Regions from separate parts of the Mus musculus genome. Here regions 2 and 3 are each linked to region 1. The links are chromatin contacts, called in public Hi-C and HiChIP or PLAC-seq maps. All regions are on one chromosome and are shown on one strand. Each heading gives the region's core, a stretch centred on a gene start, on an enhancer-like site or on the middle of the called end of the contact. The rest is flanking DNA. Distances are from core to core; before and after follow the strand shown.

Evidence for each region. Hi-C and Micro-C count contacts between places; a contact is called where the count stands out from the background. HiChIP or PLAC-seq counts read pairs in DNA pulled down with a chosen protein or histone mark.
Region 2: a Hi-C map of bone marrow-derived macrophages shows a contact between it and region 1, with 5 times the contacts expected there. The contact joins two enhancer-like sites. A contact is called at or near these places in 5 of 484 Hi-C or Micro-C datasets (bone marrow-derived macrophages, cerebral cortex and macrophages) and 2 of 115 datasets of contacts at active chromatin or transcription factors (bone marrow-derived macrophages and microglia).
Region 3: an H3K27ac HiChIP or PLAC-seq map of microglia shows a contact between it and region 1, with 7 times the contacts expected there. The contact joins two enhancer-like sites. A contact is called at or near these places in 1 of 39 promoter capture datasets (hippocampal neurons), 2 of 115 datasets of contacts at active chromatin or transcription factors (both in microglia) and 1 of 9 other capture datasets (macrophages).

Annotation. Positions count from the first base shown.
Region 1 is chr9:16,113,573-16,116,298 of GRCm38.p6, reverse strand. The region is part of intron 3 of Fat3 (FAT atypical cadherin 3); the gene reads left to right. Among named protein-coding and RNA genes, the nearest start is that of Mtnr1b, 240 kb to the right of the region's middle. Within about 2 kb of position 1,323, at least 40 of the 459 cell types and tissues checked have an H3K27ac peak or open chromatin away from gene starts, as enhancers often do. A contact at or near this core is called in bone marrow-derived macrophages and microglia, where this site is marked.
Region 2 is chr9:16,310,866-16,313,565 of GRCm38.p6, reverse strand. The region is part of intron 2 of Fat3 (FAT atypical cadherin 3); the gene reads left to right. Among named protein-coding and RNA genes, the nearest start is that of Fat3, 190 kb to the left of the region's middle. Within about 2 kb of position 1,370, at least 19 of the 459 cell types and tissues checked have an H3K27ac peak or open chromatin away from gene starts, as enhancers often do. A contact at or near this core is called in bone marrow-derived macrophages and microglia, where this site is marked.
Region 3 is chr9:16,362,528-16,365,254 of GRCm38.p6, reverse strand. The region is part of intron 2 of Fat3 (FAT atypical cadherin 3); the gene reads left to right. Among named protein-coding and RNA genes, the nearest start is that of Fat3, 140 kb to the left of the region's middle. Within about 2 kb of position 1,339, at least 8 of the 459 cell types and tissues checked have an H3K27ac peak or open chromatin away from gene starts, as enhancers often do. A contact at or near this core is called in microglia, where this site is marked.

The sequences.
Region 1 (2,726 bases), core at 74-2,573:
TCTGTGAACATGTTCTCACACATGGATTAATGGATGGCTGTGAGGATGTGTGACCGACATTTTTCTCTTATGTCTTAGAGTTTGCTGCTAAAACATGCTGACACATGTCCTCTTAAATAAATACACTTTCTCATCTCTACTGATCTGTTTAGAAGTAGCAATGAATTTGTATGTGTGTGGGGGGAGGGGAGACAGAACACATTTGTCCTTAGAATTAAAAAAAAGCAACTAATTCAGAAAGATCTGGCAGGAGAAGAAAGGCATTTTATAAATTATCAATAAATCAGCATATAACCTTTTTCCTAAAATAAACTGCAGCTATTTATATAATCCAGGTGGAGACTGTGAGAAAGGAATTATACGCTAGAGAGATACAAAGAATCTTTGTTTTTGAAAGCAGATGTAAGATGCATGCCATATACATCTGCCAGTGTGGATGACTATTATACAGAAAAGTGACTCTCTTGAAACTCAAGCACATGATTCGCGTTTTTCTCCCTACCTCTCTATTTATATCATTGTTGTTGTATTTGAAATTACTCAAATTATATTCACAGGCCAGACTAGGACACATACAGAAGAAGTTGTATTTTATGACCAAAATTATCACCACTTAAATCTGCTTCCCCCCTCCAAGTTGCTAATGAATTGTTTTACAGGGTGAGAGCATCTTACCAAGAGACATTGTCATGGTCATGAACATGGTGACATTCTCTTAAGTACAGCAGAAACTAGGGGCACATTTGGACGTGGGGAGTGTCTGCCCCACTTGTTTCTATGATCCCAATTTTGGGGAGTAAAAGGTTTGCAAAGCACAATGCTGTGGACTCTGAAGTCCTTCTTGACTATAGCTAGAATTATATTGTTCCCTTGGACAACATTAAACTGTTGACAGCTGAGGCCACATGCTTTCCTGTAAGATGTGATGTTTCATTTTTGATGAGTTCATAAACTTTGAAACACAACAATGAAACTGTTATGGTAATGCACGCGTCTCATCCTGCTCTGCCACAGAAATCTTGATGCTCTGAGCTAAACAGGAAGCGTCCTGACAAGAAGACAAGTCAGATGAGCAGGGGAGGAGCGTGGAGGTCTAATCTCTGCAATTTTGTCAGTCTCCTAAGTCATTTGTCATGTTTCATCACATCATCTCAAGCTTTCTATCCCCTCTGGGACCTGGCTGATCAGCCCTGAAGCTTTTAGCTGTTGATGTGATAGGAAGCCTGCGCTCCCATGAGTGGAGCAGACTATTCTGTACGTGCAAGGCCCAAAGAGCCATTTCCACTCAGCACTTCTTTATTTAGCACGTCCTATGGGCATGCTTCCAATAAAGTCCTACTCCACACCAGGAAACTGGTTCATTAAGCTTGTGAAAGGGCAGGCTGGAGGAGGAAGGGTTGCTCACCAAAGCCATGAGTCCACCTAAGCCTAGAGTGACAGGAGATTGTGTGCCATTGACCCAGTTGGGGAGCATGTTAATGCTATACTGATATTTAGGGGAGATATTGAGATGATTCATATTTTGCTCTGAAGTAAATGTGGGAAGAGGAATTCTAAAGCTGAGGAAATTAGTACAAATTCCACGGGGAAGTATTTGGGATACACTGAGTGAATGTTTTTCTTGAACATCCAGGGTAAGGGAGATAAGGACAAAGGAGTTTAGGAATAGGTCATAATATGCTTTAAGAATGAGGACAAGAATTCATACTGATTCTACAGAGAGAGAAGTTCATATTACAGATTAGTAACCAGGAAGTGACATGGAGACACAGAATAGTAGACAGGATGTGACATAAGATCACAGTTTAAGAGAAAATAGGAAGTGAACCACAAGAGATAATAGGAAGTAACAATCAGAATCACGGGAGAGAACAGGAAATAAAGTAATAGCTTAGTAGAGACCAGAAGTGACATAGAGTCACCGGTAAGAACAGGAAATTACATAGTCAGAGTCAGAGGAGAGACCAGAAAGTGGGAGTGTTAGCTACAAGTGGGAGATTGGAGCTTCTGCTGCTGGTCTGCCAGATGAGCCCACCTCTCTGCCATCTGCCTGTTCTCCTGTGCCTGAGACTAATCATATTCCATCTGAATTTTACATTTTTCATATAAAACATACGCCCACACTCTAAAAGTGCTGCAGTCTAAGCTTATTCTTCCTTTTGAGAAATGGTTCATCCTCCTACTCAGTTGTTCAACTAAAGAACCAAATATAGAAAGCAATAGATCTTCCCATCCTCAAGTACTCCGTCTCCCACTTCCCACATCAAACCAATAATAACCTGCCTCCTACCCTGTGAGTCTGCTCAGGTCCTCTTACTCATTGCCATTCCCCTGGCTTAAAGCAAGACCTTGCCAACAAATCCAGCTAAAATTTCTTCTTCCCATTACAGCTTTCATGCAGCTGCTAGTTATGCTAAGACCATAATGTTAAATCCATGTAAGTTGGAACTGCTTAGATAAGCCCTCATTGCCAATGATGAAATGTATCCCTTCGACTGTCATGAAAGCATCTTCATGGACATGTCTGGACTTCTGTTTTCCAAGTATGTATTCTTCTTCTCACCACCACATTTTCCCACAAAAATGTATAGAGAACATAGTATGTCCTTTTCCTGATTGGCTAGCTCAGACCCATCCTCTAGGACCCAAGATGAATCTTCCCTTTCTTGCATCTTGACATCAATGATCTCATATTCTATACTGTATACTTTAACTCAGGAAACAGA
Region 2 (2,700 bases), core at 121-2,620, 200 kb before region 1:
CTGTGACTTCTCAGAGCTGGTGATGACACATGGAGTCAGGGTCTTTTGTATCACAGACAACTGGCTGTGTAACCAAAGATGACCTTGAACTCATGAGTCTCTTACCTCTGACACTTCTGAATTGTTGAGATAACAGTTATGTATAACCACTGGGCAATTTCACACTTTTTTCATTTGGAGAGGAAGTAAATAAAAGCAGAAGTAAAAATATAAATAAATAAATAAATAAATAAATAAATAAATAAATAAGGCTTTTGCTGCTGAAGCCTGTGTGTTCTTTCTTGGTGGTGGCACCATCCACCTTCCTTGCAGTTATTAGCAATGTACTTGTTGCTTGTTGTTATGAGGGCCGTGCTAGCTTTAGAAATAATATGAAAAAAATATTCATTTTGCTAATTTACATAGCTTATAAACTAGGTGCAAATTGTAAGTACTTATTTAACAGAGGATATTTTTAATATTTTATGAAATGTCTTATGAAATATTTGGACAGACGTGTTTCTAAGTACTGTGTTTATGTAGGAAACACTGTCTATTCTAAGAGCTTTAGGACATTGGTATGTAAGGAATTGTCTATCCACACGTAGTTGCTTCTGCCTCTGATTGCAGTTGAGCAAAAAGGATCATGATTCATTCAGCGAGCCTGGGCTAAAGAGCAAGATATTGCCTCAAAAAGAAAAATGAAAATAGGAAGTAATTTATCAGCACCTTACAAGTTGCCATTTAAAGTGTGAGCTGAGTTCCTCACAGATGCTTAGCAAGGCTTCCTGTGAGACAATCTCAACCCACTCAGAAGGTTTTTGCTAAATAAAACATGATTTGTGGCTTCCTGCTAGGACTCTGACGCTGTGATACTATGAATATATAGAACTGTATATGGTCTAAGGCTGTCTGCCTTACCCTCTCCACACCTGCAGACCAAATCTCAGGCAGCTGCACTCACCTGGCTCAGTATTCAGAGCACCTTTATAGAAGAACGGGTTGTGACCACAGCCTTCTGCACTGCCAGCTCAGAGTGCTTTGTGGCCCAGCTCTTCAGATCCAGGTCCAAGAGTTGTGTCTTAAGTGGCTGGCTGGCTTATGGGCAAAGGGGAAGACTGTTCCTCAAGTCCTAAAGCAAGTGGTGCCTAGACAATCCTGTAGGTTGGAAGTCTGCATCCATTCTGGGGCCTATGTGCACTGCTCTGGGGCCCATCTGCACTGCTCTGGGGCCCATCTGCACTGCTCTGGGGACTATTTGAACTGCTTTGCCCTTTGAGTTTGGATTTGCTGACAGGTACACTTTAATACCCTGCCCCTACTCTCTCTGGTTTTGCCCCCTATGCACAAGCCAGAGTCCTGAGGCATGATGCAGATCAAACCCCAGAGGAAGTACATTTCTGTGCTTCCGATCTGACCATGACACTTGACTCCAGGCTCTGTCAGTAGCACTGTCTTCAGATTTGCTTAATATGCTTGCTGGCATACCCAAAGTCAACTGATTTCAAGGAAGGGGCGGTGCCATGGGCTTGTTGACTCAGTACATCGAGATGGTTTTCATTCTGTGGCTAGTGAATTTAAGAGGCAGGATCTTATTTATTTAAGTAACATTTTGAGAAGACAGCAAGTAAGTGCATCTTTACTTTGAAAGTTGCAGAACTGATTACAGGGAGAAATTAAATAGGAAGGGGAAATGGAACAAAAAGTTAAGTATGAGGTAGAAATAACTATTTCCAACCATGAATCTCCAAACATGCACTGGCCTGCTTCTGCACTGGCCCTGGTTCTGTATGTGTTGTTGCATAGCTGTGTGTCTTCAGGCTGGTCCCTCAAGGCCTCTGTGACAGCAACTACCGTTTTGTAAAACGAGGCAGTTGTTGACAATCTCATAGACACTGAAATACAATTTATAGGCATTGAGAGATATGGTATTACTCCTTAGCACTTGTCATGTATTAAGCTCATGAGTGTATTGCATGTTAAACAGAGAGTAATCTAATTTCACAGTTAAATAAAGTGCTAATTTAAATTACTTTTGAAATTAAAATGTTAATGGAATAAATTTCCTGGGTCTAATAAATGAACTCTCTGCATCCTTCCCCTCCCCCACCCGTGCTCTCAGTCCTGCAAAGGGGAGGGGGAGGGGTATGCTGTCTGCCTCTGCATTTTCCACTGCACCTTACATCCTGGAGCTTCTTTTATTTCAGGCTGGATTACTTTTATCTGAGGCTGTTGGGGCAGGAGGAATTAGATCCATTTTCCTGACAAGAATTTTACATGGAACACATATTTGAAAGATTAATGTAAGCAGTTGCTGCCGAAACAATTTAATCTTGCTTTCCATAGTAATGAAAAATGAATAATCAGAAGAATAAATTGTGTCTAGGAGATAATAAATACCCCTTAAAGGATCTTAGCAGTGAATATGAATTATAGCTGCCCCCTCCAGCTTAGAAGGCCATGGCCAGTTGGTTCTCAACCATATGTCTGCTGTAGCCTTAGTTGCAGAGGCTGATTCATCTTACCTCTGTCTATCAGAGCCAAGCTCTCTGCTGTCTTCCCACTAATTTGAAACTGCAAATAGCAGTTTGTGCCAATTAGAGCAGTGTATATAGAATGCCGTGAAACTCATGTTTCCCTCCTGTCTCTTGACCAGCAGCAGACCTAACATGTCTAATGTAAGCATTCAAGATATAAACTTAACAACCTAGAATCATTAGA
Region 3 (2,727 bases), core at 90-2,589, 250 kb before region 1:
ATATTTTGAGGACTATTTCTTCCAATTTTTATAAAATGTGGTTTCTATAACTACGTTATGATTGGGGCCCTGGGGAAACAGTAGAGGTGATAGCTATCTATTTTATAGGAAGGAGAATAAGCAGGAGGGCTTCATCTTGCTATCTAACTCTTTCCCTATTTCTCTGCTCCATGAGTGGATACTTTTTACTGTGTTAGAGACCTAGTCCCACCAGCTGAAAAAGAAAGCGGTTCAATGAACAGTAGAGCAACCTAAATATCTCAAACTGTCCATCATTTTCATGTTGTGCTTTGGTCCTCAGCAAAGACACCGATTCATCTCACCTGGTAGCCATAGAAACATTAAAGACATGAGATAAGCAGCATATATCTAGTTCTCCTGAAGAAGTGAGGCCAGTGTAATGCTTAGAAAGAGTTCTCTGCAGTCTCTGATAATCAGATAATCCAGAAGGTAGATGCAAACTAAGAAAGAGGAATTCTGAATTGTTAGAAAGAACTAGAGAGCCTTGTGTTTAATCCCTACAGGGACATCTTTGAATTACTGCACTGTAAGCTTCCATTCCCTTTTATTCAGACACACTGGAAACAATATTTATTTCCTTGCCATATACTTACTTTTCTACATTTCTTCAAACTTGGTGGTAACTCTGATAAGCTGAGCATGAAGATGCTCATTATTTAAAGACTTTGATGTAGTTCATGACAACTTTGGATTAAACAGTGTTCTTGTTTCTCATGTTCTTCATACATTATGTCTTTCTGGAACTTATTTAACTGAAAAAAAAAAAAAGACTAGACACTGGCCCAGCCCTGCCCTTAACCTTCCCTTGAGATCAGAATGAGCAAAAGGGAGAAATGAAGTTATGATCAAGTGACAGCAGAAACTTTTCTTGGCTCTGGAATTTCTGGCCATAATGACTTGGAGAAAAAAAATGCTTCCCAGAGGAGCTCTAAACATTCTACAACATTCTGATGAGCTTAGGAGTCATCATGTAAGCCAGGCAGAAAAGAGGACGAGCAGCTTCTGGAAGTGATGGATGGGGAGTTTCTATCACCGTTTGCAGCAGGTGCTTTTCTCTTGACCTTTTTTAGTTGTTGGCTGAAGGCAATTTAGATTTAATAGAGGACAGTAGGTTTATGTCTACACTGTGTATCAATCTTGGGCTGTTACTGTCCCCCTTATAACCAGAAAATGGTGAAAGTAATGACAACATTAAAGAAGTAATCTAAATAGAGTAGCAAGCTGACCACCAGAGACATGTATGGTCTTTTCTTAGTGTGTGGTCTTCCTTTAACATTTAAAACCGGCCATAAGCAGAAGTGAAAATGTATACAATAAGGAAGTCTGGACACATTTGAGTATCAGAAGACTGTGGGACGGACTTAGCGTCCTCAGTGACTTTGGATAGCTTGTATCAGTTCAGTTTTCTCACCAGGGCAATTTTGGGAAGTGTTTTGCATGTATCTTGAAGGATATTTTCATTTATCATTACAGTTGGAAGAATTATAGAGTTTGATAAATATTTATGTGATGCCACTACACCGTAGTGTTTTTCTGAAATGGAAATGAAAGTAGGCTGCAGCCTGTATTTGCAGCTTGCCAGTTTCTTATGAAAGCACATCATATCAAGAGAGAATCTGTAAAGAATGGTGAGCAGGACTCAGTTCGATTCATATTAAAATCCTGAACACCGCTTTGCAAGTTATTGAACATAATAGAGATCTACAAATTTTCCCATTGGACTCTGTAGAATTTAGTGGTTCCTATGGGTCATCCATTATGACTAAATTCACAGATTTTTATTTGCATAGCACAGTTAATATTCTAGTTGTTTTAAAAAAAAGCAGCATACTAGTAAAAGATGATAGCTAGTAAAATATATCAAATACGAAACAGTCACCTCTCATTTAGGCAGTAAGAGAGATGCATAGACCAGTCCCACTGTGTGCTTTATTACTAAGTAGTGAGTTCATGTTACCTCATCTCTCTCCCATGTTTCTTATATGAGAAAACAAGCCTAGTTTTGAATTTCTTGTCTGAGTCTTCCTCTTTTTGATGGAGCTTCAATTTGGGCTTGGCAGCCTAGCAGTAGAGTCAGAGATTTGAATCAGGTCACTACAGTCATTTTGTGGATCAACAACCTTCCTTATAGGTTCAAGCCAGAAAGAGTTTGTCAATTCATTAATAAACAGTAAGATAGTGACCATTGTAAGGAAGAGACAGGATTATCACCACTGTCCAGGTTCCTTAAGAGAGCTGAGAGAAGCCACAGTACCTGATATGTCCTAAGGGTACAATCCCAGTGGAGCGCATGTGAGGACAACTGGAAGCCAGGCCAGATGGAATGGAGTCCAAGCACATACTGGCAAGTTATTAAATTGGTCTCAGCTTCACAACAACCTCCAGATTGTTTCTCAGTACCCTGAGTGTCTCCAGGAGACCACAGAGATCTCTAGGGTAGGATTGTTTCAGCCTGGACCTAGAGGAAAGGTGAGCAGAAGCTAGCTTTGCTGTCTCCTCCTTGTGTCTGGCCTCATATTAATATAATCTTTCTCACAGGGTAGTACCAACTTCTCAGCTAAGGCTTCTCTATGTGCTGATGTATCTGGGTAGCTGTTTGGGAATCCAGAACTTTCATATGGGTAGTCCACTCATTTTCTGCGATCACCACCTCCCTTTTTTTATAGGTATATTTGGGGGTAGAGTCAGGGGTCTCGTCTGTTTTAT